2 separate regions of the Mus musculus genome follow, and region 2 is linked to region 1. Evidence: chromatin contacts called from public Hi-C data. All regions are on one chromosome and are shown on one strand. The core of a region is the stretch at or near the end of the contact, and the rest is flanking DNA. Distances in the headings are between cores, read along the strand shown.

Region 1 (5,609 bases), core at 2,445-4,944:
TGTCTCAAGAAATAAGGTGGAGAGCAATAGAGGAAGACACCCAATCCCCTCACTGGCTTCCACAGAGCAGGCATATGCACAAACACACACACACAGTGAGAGGGAGGAAAGAAAGATTAAATGGAGCTGTCTTATACTAGAGGATAACGCATCTGACACCAGAGGCTATCATGCAGGCCAACTTCATAATGTGAAAAGAAAAATCAAATAAAAATAACCATGCTCTACATCCTTTTGAGTGTGCATGAGTCACATCAGGCACCACGCCAAGTTCTCTACATAGGTATGTGATGTTTCCTGATGTGTCATGCTGCGATCTCATCCCTCACAGCAATTTCTATTATTCCCATGTTACGGGCAAGGACAGTGAAGCTGGAAGATAGCAGGTAACCCGTTCAAGCTCACACCCCTCAATGGAATCAGGATTAGAACCCAGACACTCTGACTCCAGAGCCTCTCTCCGAAAAACCAGGAAGTGTGCTTCAGTGAATGTGGAGAATGGGGAACAGAAAGAATAGGAACATCTCCTTTCACCTGTGTAGCCCCAAGGCAGTGACTTAGACAAACTGTGATGGTTAGGATATGGACTGAGTATCTTCCCCAGGAATTCTAGGGGAGGAAGCTTAGTCCTCAGTGCGGTGCTGTTAGGAGGTGAGATCTTTATGAGGCAAAACCTATTGGCAAGTCCTGGATCACTGATACTGACCTCAGAAGAGAATGATGAATCTCTGGTGGTCCCAAAGTGGGTTGCTATAAAAGAATGAGCCTGGCCCCTCCCCTGCCTCTGATCTTCCATTTTCCATATGCTAGCACTATGACAACTTCCTCTCCGAGGGACACAATTAGAACAACCGTCCCAGAGCTGGTGTGTTGTTTGGACTTCATTCTCCAATGCATTGCTAATTAAAACTCTTTTCTATATAAACTGTTCAGACTCCGCTATGTCTATTACAACAGAAAATGAGTAGATCCGGAAGAGGTAAGAGAGCATGACCACTAAGTTTGGTGGTGAATGGAGTTCCTGGAAAATTAGGCTAGGGTTCTAAAGATAAAAGCCATGACAACTAGCATGTATGCAAATTTTCCCCATATATAAGATATCAAGTAAAAAAAAAAAAAAAAACAAGGTGGACTCTTTTCCTGAATCTCTTTGGATAGACATATCCCTGTATAGACCTTATGAATAAAAAGATATAGACAGACAGACAGACAGATAGATAGATAGATAGATAGAGATGTAGATATAGATATGTATGTATATATGCATAGATATTTATAGATATATGTATATATACTTGATATATGTATGCATATATGTGTGGATATGTATGTATATATGTATAGATATATGTATATATACTTGATAGATATAGTTATGAATATAGATAATTTCATGTGTATGGGAGCTTGCCCAAAATTTTGTACAACAAGACCTTAAAAAACATCCTTCTAAGTATGTAGGTCAGGAGCCTACTAAGAACCTCACATGCCCAGGCTCAGGGACTATCAAAGAAGATGAGGCAGAAAGATTGCAAAAATTAAAGCATCAATATCTGCCTTTGAAGCATCATTTGCTGAGCCACTGCACACTTGAACTCACAGCAGCTGTGATCACAGGCACAAGACATGCATAAGATCAAACCATCCAAAATCCCAGAATGGATGGGGAAGGGGACTCATGGGATTCAATGTCTAGCTGAGAAGCAATTGGCAATGGATGGCTGCCAGGGGAGGGAGAGCAAATTTCTTCAGGGATGCTGCCCTGGAACAGCTGCCCATCCTCCATTGGATGATCCAAATCAGCGTACACACTGGCAGCACTAAACAGACTCACTGGGTGTTTGGGTTTTTTTTTTTAAGGGACATGGAATATGTGACTGATGTTTTGCGGTGGGGAGGGGAGGGGGGTAAAGGAGAGGAATTGAAAGGGTTTGATCAAAACACTACATTCTTGTATGAAATTTTCAGTAAAGTGTAAAATATTAAAAAGGACCTTTCTATTTATTTTATCTTTTAATATTATAATTACATCATTTCCCACTCCCCTTTTCCCCCTCCAAGCCCTCCCATATACCCCTCCTTGATCTATTTCACATTAATTCCCCTTTTTTTCATTAATTGTTGATAAACACACACACACACACTTTCTTAAATACACAAACACAACCTGCTCCATCTGTGCACTACCTCTATGTGTGTTTCCAGTGCTAACTCTTTGGTACTGGATAACCAATTTGTGTACTCTTCCATGGGGAAGGCTATTTCTCCTGCTTTTACCATCCTTTAGTTGCCTCTAGTTCTTTGTATAGGATTGAGGCCTCATGGACTTTAGTACAAGCATCCAATAGAGTCTATCAGAGCTCTACAGTCAATCTGAACACGGTAGGAAAAAAAAAACAATAAATACCAATATACCAGTAACACTTATAGATGGTCAAACGAAAGAGGCAAGTATCTCAAGTTGTTAAGGCTCAACCCGGACTATTATTAAATAGCCGCTAGTCGATTGCCAAGTGCCACATCAAGAACTGTAAATTCCAAAATAAGTCATGGTTAGATTAATTATTAGCATTATAAGAGATTGGAAGGGGGTCATAGAGATGAAACAGCTCTTGAGCAGAGCACTAGGTTAGAAGTTTGTCATCCATGTCCAAGAAGGAACACACAGCACGTCCTTCACTAGAAAAGAAATATATGAGAAGGGGAGGCAGACTGTGGACCTGGCAGGTGGACTGAAGCAGAGATATGCCTGAGCACGCTTGGAAATCCTGTGGGTAGCCATGTGCATCATCAGAGACATTAAAGATGGACCTAGGGAGTCCGTAGGAGCGTTCTGAAGGAAAGCAAAGAGATTTCACTGAAAGTAGAGATTAAAAAACAAAGTCGAGCTCAGATGCCTGGTTATCATAATGAGAGAGAGAGAGAGAGAGAGAGAGAGAGAGAGAGAGAGAGAGAGAGAGAGGGAGAGAGAGGGAGAGAGAGAGAGAGAGGAGCTTAGAGTAGCAGAGACAAATAAGGGTTCTGACAGAAAAAAGATCGTAGAGAAAAGGAGTACCCAGCAAAGGAAACTGAGAGCAAGCCGAAAGAGAGAGGTGTCCTCAGATGGAGACACACCTATGTCAATTTCAATAAATGACTCATGGGTTGCATTGATGAAAAACATTCTCCCTCAGGAGGAGTGGTGCTCTCCCAAGCTCTACTCTGAATAGTTTGTACATTTTGCAAAAGAAATGTTTACTCATGGCTCACTGTAGCCCTTGCCAGTTTGCGGGGGCCACCCAGCTGCATCTTGTGTGGGTTCGCTCTGGGGTCGCGCAAGAAGAGCCTCGCATTGTCTGGATTCTCTCACTCAGGGACAAAATGAGCCACTCATTTTGTGACAGAAGCCCTCTATATCGTTTTTGCTGAACTAAAGCAGGCCAGCAAGACTCACAGGTCATGGGCTTTGAGTCTTCTTCCCTCTGGTTTGTGGAGATCAAAAACAACTGCAAGATTTTGGAAGAGAAGACATAGAACGCGCGCGCACACGCGCGCGCGCACACACGCACCTCCCCGCACCCTACCCACTGCAGAACTGAGGCGGAACAGCCTCCAAACAGCATCAAGGCTCCTGAAATGTCAGAGACAGCAGAGAGAGAGCCTGCTTGCCACCCCCACACACGCTGTGATGGAGTATCGATTTCAGACACTGTTGCAGAGGAAAACTGAAAGTGCCTGCTCCAGCAGCTTGTCAGGCACTCGCCAGCCTGTCCCAAAGGACATCACACCAGCAGCTTCCTCGGGCCTGGTGCCTTTAAAAGCAGAGTCAGGCCTTCGGAGACTTGTTTCTTCACTCCTTGAGATTTGATCAATGACCCAGCCAGACAACATTTTCATTATTGTGACAAGCATACTTAGAGTACTCCAACCAGGAGAAAATGGAAAGCCAAGCTGTAGCTAGTGTGCGCAGAACTTAGGCAGAATAAAAAAAAGCAACGTGCTCCGATGATTGGCACTGCTAGCATTCGGGGAATCTGTTATCCTTTTGAGAAAGGCTGTATTTATTCAACAGACATGTACTGCACGTTATAGTGAGCCTTGGGGCGGAGAAGAGAAAAAGACAAACGTCTGCCTCAAAGACTTCCTGTCTAGAAAGGATAGCCACTGTTGACGGCAATGTGAGCAGCCAGAAATCAAAGAGGGCGAGGCAATAGGAAATAAGGTGCAGGGTTTGAGCGCATCGATGCTGGGATGAGCAAGGATGTTCATTCTGCTCCCAGGCGCATTAGGAGAGGCAGACAATATTAGGGTCTGAGGACAGGCTCCTGCCCTGCCCCCCACCCCCCCCACCCCCGTGATCACTTAATAGTGAAATAGCAGTGTAAAGAGGCTTCAGTCACAAACTGCTTCATTAGTGGGTCAACTGTCTTGCAGAATAGTCTACCCCACTTGAGGTTCTATTACTCTCCTCTATCTTGAGTATAAGGTACAAGTTTACAAGCCATCTTTGTCAAGGAAATGGCAGGAGGCTTGCTCTCTACGGGAGTAAAAGAATCAAATAACCTACAAATAGGGAGCGTGGGCCCTGGGCTGAAAGACAGCTTGATATTGAAAGTGACCTTGAGGTTTCTCTGCTCAACCTCAGAGAACCACAGGAAGAGAAAATAAAACCAGTGGTGATGGTTCAGTATAATCAGGTGTTTTAAATGTTCTAAAATGCTATCTATTTTTAATGATCTTTGATGCCAGAAACCCAAGGAAGATAGGTCAAGCTTAAAAATAGCCAGTAAGTCGTTGTGTGGTCCCATGTTTGACAACGATTTCAGGCTTCCCTGAACCATAACTTTATAATATAGAGGTATGGAAGAGCATCCCTAGTTCTTAAGATTAGAAGGGACAAAGAAAAGGAATGTGTGGGGCAAGGTATGTCAGCGAAGATGCCTACCATAGCTAAGTGAGTTCAAGATCCACCCACACCTTTGGCAGAGACAATGAGAGCCTTTGTTCAAGCATGTCTATGATTCAAACAAAACTTTACTGAGTCTCTAGTATATGTGAGGTATTGAACCAGGCAGGCAGCCATCTGGGAGAGCATCCTTGGATCGACTACAAATATCTACTGATTTTGAACTGTTCATAAGCCATCTCACATTTTTCCAAAAATAAAGCAACGTGTGATAGTCATCCCACTTCCATTTCTCTCCGAGTTGCGGATCCAATGAGTATTTAATCATTTGATCTATACTAAGTATTTTCCTAGATTCTGAGAACACCAAAATATTTAGAATCCAGCCTTTGACCTTAAAACTCACCATGTAGGTGCTTTCGGTAATTTCAATTAAATGAGGCCACCATGATAATTTTTATATCATCAAAATGCTATAAAATTTTCCAGGGGTGCGCAGGGGTAAGGGATTTAATTTTTAAGGGGATATTAGCAATTTTATTGGTCTATCAAGTAGGAGTTGTAGCTGGCAGGACAAAGAAAATCAAAGGTGTCTCTTGCTGACGTGAAAGGATGCCCTGCAGAGGACCAGGGGTGCAGGAGGACTCAGGCAGGAGGTGTTGATATGTGCATGTGAGAACAATGTGCTTGGGAAGACACCTGAACACCTTACTACAAAGCAAGG
Region 2 (4,907 bases), core at 576-3,075, 610 kb after region 1:
GCAGGTGGATCTCTGATTTCAAGACTAGTTTGGTCTACAGAGCGAGTTTCAGGACATTCAGGGCTACACAGAGCAACCCTGTCTCAGCCCCACCCTCCAAACAATTCTTTGACCATATAATTCTCAGATTGCCTTAATATCCTTGTTTCCAGAAATAAAATCTGCTTTAAAACAGCTTTGAATGGATCGCAGCCAAGATACAAACCCTGCAGATGTGTCAGACAGCTGCCTATTTTGAGGATACTGTCAAACTTGCACCAACGGGGGCCATCATCAGTAAACTACAGCACCAGAAACCCATGGGGGGGCCTCGTGATGCTTCCGGAAGCTGAGCACTAGGATTGATGTTAGAATGGCAAGCTGCTTTTGTTGCGACTATGACTCTAAATCATGTATCATCCTTTTTATGAAGGCCAGAAGCGGATTGATGGGACTTGGGCATACAGAAGCAGTGATCTAAGCACAGGGCATCTCCCTCCATCACAGCACATCTCCCTCCATCTTCCCTGCCCATCCCCAGCACAAGCCAGAGGGCTCAGAAGAGCATAAGTCACCTACTTGGATGTTCCAAGAGTGTGCCCCAGGTCAGAGCAACAGCTAAGGCTTCTCCCCTTTGCTTTCTTCCAGGTTGTATTTCCATAGCAGGACAAGGGTGGCCTGAACTGTGTCTTAGCAAGGGTTTTACTGCTGTGAACAGACACCAGGACCAAGGCAACTGTGAAAAGGACTACATTTAATTGGGGCTGGCTTACAGGTTCAGAGGTTCAGTCCATTATCATCAAGGCAGGAACATGGCCGGATCCAGGCAGACTGGTACAGGAAGAGCTGAGAGTTCTACATCTTCCTCTGAAGGTTGCTGGCAGACTACTCCCTTCCAGGTAGCTAGGATGAAGGTCTTATAGCCCACACCCACAGTGGCACACCTACTCCAACAAGGCCACACCTCCTAATAGTGCCACTCCCTGGGCCGAGCATATACAAACCACTACAACCTCTAAGAGAGCCCATGCAATGGGATTCTATGAAGGCAGGGGAGATCATAATGTGTTTGAGTGTGGGTGGGCCAGATAGAGCCATGAAATTCAGGAGTTCAGGGGTCATGAGAGCCATTAGGGAGCTTGTCTTTCAGTAGCCAGTCCTGGGCTTCCAAGACTGAGTCACTTTTCACTGACCTTTGACAGACACAGGAAGTCTATTCTTTTCACCAGCTATGTGGGTAACATGAAACTCAGTGTCATCTTTCAAACAACTTAAATATTTCATAACTGGCCCCGGGCAGGAGGATCTATGAGAGGTGATTCTGAATCCCTGTCTTTTGTCCAGCAGAGCGACTCTACGCCATGCAAACTTGTGTTTTTTTCCAGGTGAATGTGAGGCTATCTATATTGGGCTACTTTTTCTTTTCTATTGAGCTAGAAGGGGAAGCTGTGGCGTCTACTCCTATTTGTCTTTGAAGAGGAGGTAAGGATAAGGAGGAGAGGCTGCCCGTCTTTAATTGGAGCATGGCAGGTGGTTTTCAAGAGCAAATGGCACCCTTTCCTTGAATGGCACCAGGCACACAATTCATGGGCTTGCCAGGTTTGATGGAAGGATATGCAAATCTGACTCAATTCACAGCCTCACTTAACAGTTCAGTTGTAATTGCATCTAATTGAGGCTTATTCATAAATGTCATTGATGTAAAAAAAACTGCGTTGATGTAGAGGAGTCCACCTCAAAGAAGGATGATTACTTCACAGCGGAAACCCCACTGAAGAACATCACTGTTGCTAAGACAACCGAGAGTGAAGCTGGTTGCCCACGGTTACCCATGTACCAAATGTCATTGGTGGATGAGTGTTAGCTTTGAATGGGCCTCAGGAGCACAATGAGGAAGGGCAATGGGAACTGCCTAAGTGAGTGTGAAGAGACATGTCCTTGCACCCTCCCCTCCCCTCAGGCATTTCAGAGCCCCCCCCCCCCCCCCCACTTCCCAGCCTTTGTCAACTCACTGAAGAATCTGTCTCATTAAAGGCCCATTTGGTCAGAACCTAAAGGTCCTCAAACAGCGCTTCCTTCAAAAGTCATTTTTTGGGGGTGGAGCAGGGTAGGTTCTTTCTCTTTAAAAATTTGTTAAGGGGCTGGAGAGATGGCTGATTCAGTAGCAGAGAGTGCATACCTGCTCTTCCTGAAGAGCTAAATTCAGTTCTCAGTACCTGGGTTGGAGAGCTTATAACCACTTGTAAATTCAGTTCTAAGGAATCCAACACCCTCTTCTGGCCTCCTGGGGCATCGGCACACACATAACATTCACATTCATGCACACACATGGAAATATGTATATATGTGTGTGTATTTATATATGTGTATGTGTATACACACATATACAAATACATATATATGTATATCTTTATATGTGAAAAATATATATTTAGACAGGCTTTCTCTGTATAGCCCTGGTTATCCTGGAACTAGCTCTGTAGATCAAGCTAGCTGTGAATTCAGAGATCTGCCTGCCTCTCTCTTCTGAATGCTGGGATTAAAAGTGTTCACTGCACCCAACTATGTAGAAATAATTAAAAAGGGCTGGAGAGATGGCTCAGTGGTTAAGAGCACCGACTGCTCTTCCAAAGGTCCTGAGTTCAAATCCCAGCAGCCACGTGGTGGCTCACAACCATCCGTAATGAGATCTGACATCCTCTTCTGGTGCAACTGAAGACAGCTCATAAATATCTTTGTCAGGTGTGGTGGTGCACGCCTTTAATCCCAGCACTCAGGAGGCAGAGGCAGGTGGATCTCTGAGTTTGAGGCCAGCCTGGTCTACAGAGTGAGTTCCAGGAGAGCCAGGGCTATACAGAGAAACCCTGTCTCAAAAACAAAAACAAAAACAAAAACAAACAACAAAAAAAGAAATAATTAAAACTTTTTTTTTTTTTTTGGTATGTGAGTGAACTATCTGTGTAATATGTAGGCTTCAAGATGTAGAATTTCTGGGCTGATTTGTGTAGATTTGTAATTCTAACTTGCTTTCCACAGATTCTGTACTGATCTGCATTATCAGGAGCAGAGTACGTGAGAATTCTGCATGGTTTAAAGGCTGCAATCTCCTTGATGCGCTTTGTCCCACGGGGGAACGTACATATTTCAGTTTCTCCAAATGCTGTGAAGATTGCCCGTTACTGCCTTCTTTCTCTGCTTCTAGAAAAAGCTCCAAAGAGACCTGAGCAGTTTTCAACAATCTATCCACCACTTCCAGTGCCCTCCAGATAGGAAAAAGGCATTATCTCTCTGTGCTCACAGATGGACCTGAGCCCTGGGCGTATGCCTTGGATGTTTTTCAAGAATACTCAGGGTCTCACGGCATAACAAAATGTCACACACCGATTTAGGAACACAGGGTGGAGTTTGCTGAGTGTGGAAGAACTAAATATCCCCAAAGCCCAAATCTAGATTTCAGGTCCCTTCTCTCTTCTTTCATTTCTGCCATCTGTTGTTCTTTTTTAAAAACAGGATCTTACTCCATAACCCTGGCTGTCCCAACTTCTGGCAACAAGGGCCTGTGCCCTGGAAGGGTAAGATGAGCTAAAGCCCTTTCCTCACCGAAGCTGCTGCTGGTCCTGGTGTTTATCACAGCAACAGATCCCTCTTCTCCTCAAACCCTCCATTTTTCACAAACCTCTTCTCATATCTTTTTCTTTTTGCTGCTTTTCTGTAACCTACCAAGGTTACAATTAGGGCTGCTTGCATGTGCATGAATGGGGTGGTATTCACTGGAGCACCGGCAAGTCACTAGCTGCTGTAACACTGCATTCAATGCTACCCTCGCTCAGAAACCAGAACTGCCACTCGGCTCTCAGGGAGGGCTACAGGTTCAGGAGTTCCTCTCTCCATCTTAAAAAAAATGTATTTTAATTTTTTTACTTTTAGAGAGATAGGGTTTTGTGAGTGTGTGTGTGTGTGTGTGTGTGTGTGTGTGTGTGTGTGGCCCTGGCTGTCCTGGAACTCACTCTGTAGACCAGGCTGGCCTTGAACTCAGAGATCCACCTGCCTCTGCCTCCTGAGTTCGGGGATTAAAGGTGTGCGCCATAATCACCTGGTTTGATGGTCCTTGTTTTATCTGTAACACTAGAGGTGGAATTCAGGGCCTGATGTGTGCTAGCCAACTGTTTAATCCCTGAAAACATCTTGGCTCTTATTATTTTTTCCTTCCTTCCCTCTTTCTTCCTCCTCTTCCTCTTCCTCTTGAGATAGGAGATGAGGTTTTGTTATGAGGAAGTAGGGAAGGGCATTAGGCTCAGGAGGTTTACAAGGCCATGAAAGGTACAAGGCTCCTCCTCTAGCAGTAACCAATGGCTGGGGAGAAGAGACTCTGGGGGAGCTGCCTGCAGGTTCAAAGATGCAGCTTCCACGAGTCCTCATCACTGCTGTGGCGGGCCTTTTGATGACATAACTGCCTTTAACTAGCCATGCTCCTGCAAGGCACCCCACTGAAGATGGGCCGTGGTGACCCACACTTTTAGACCCAGCACTGGAGACTCAAAGGTCAGTCTCTGAGTTCAAGGCCAGTCTGGTCTACAGAGTGAGTTCCAGGATAGGCAGGGCTACGCCGAGAAGCACTGTCACAAACAAAACAAAAAACAGAAATACAAGCAGCAGCAGCAGCAGCAGCAGCAGTAACAGCAGCAGCAACAAGAAAACCCCCAAACAAACAAACAAACAAGAAACCTCCATGACATGACCAGTTCACCAAGTTAGATGTGAGTGGAATCAATTTATCCATCTGTTTGGGTGTCCAGTCTAGGCAGGTCTGTTCATAGCTACCCAGGAAATGTCGCAAAGCGAGTTGCTAAATTCCCTTCACAAGAGATTTCTGATTTCTTTCTAATTTCCAGAGATTGTAATCCTCTTCCCCTCAGCTTTGCATGTAG

The links. A called contact is a pair of places that touch in the nucleus more often than the background predicts.
Region 2: a contact with region 1 is called in a Hi-C map of cortical neurons, with 3 times the contacts expected there. The contact joins two enhancer-like sites. A contact is called at or near these places in 1 of 484 Hi-C or Micro-C datasets (cortical neurons) and 1 of 115 datasets of contacts at active chromatin or transcription factors (fibro-adipogenic progenitors).

Annotation. Positions count from the first base shown.
Region 1 is chr7:73,028,882-73,034,490 of GRCm38.p6, forward strand. No RefSeq gene overlaps it. Among named protein-coding and RNA genes, the nearest start is that of Gm6567, 70 kb to the right of the region's middle. Within about 2 kb of position 3,695, at least 39 of the 459 cell types and tissues checked have an H3K27ac peak or open chromatin away from gene starts, as enhancers often do. A contact at or near this core is called in cortical neurons, where this site is marked.
Region 2 is chr7:73,636,131-73,641,037 of GRCm38.p6, forward strand. No RefSeq gene overlaps it. Among named protein-coding and RNA genes, the nearest start is that of Gm26176, 7.5 kb to the right of the region's middle. Within about 2 kb of position 1,826, at least 48 of the 459 cell types and tissues checked have an H3K27ac peak or open chromatin away from gene starts, as enhancers often do. A contact at or near this core is called in cortical neurons, where this site is marked.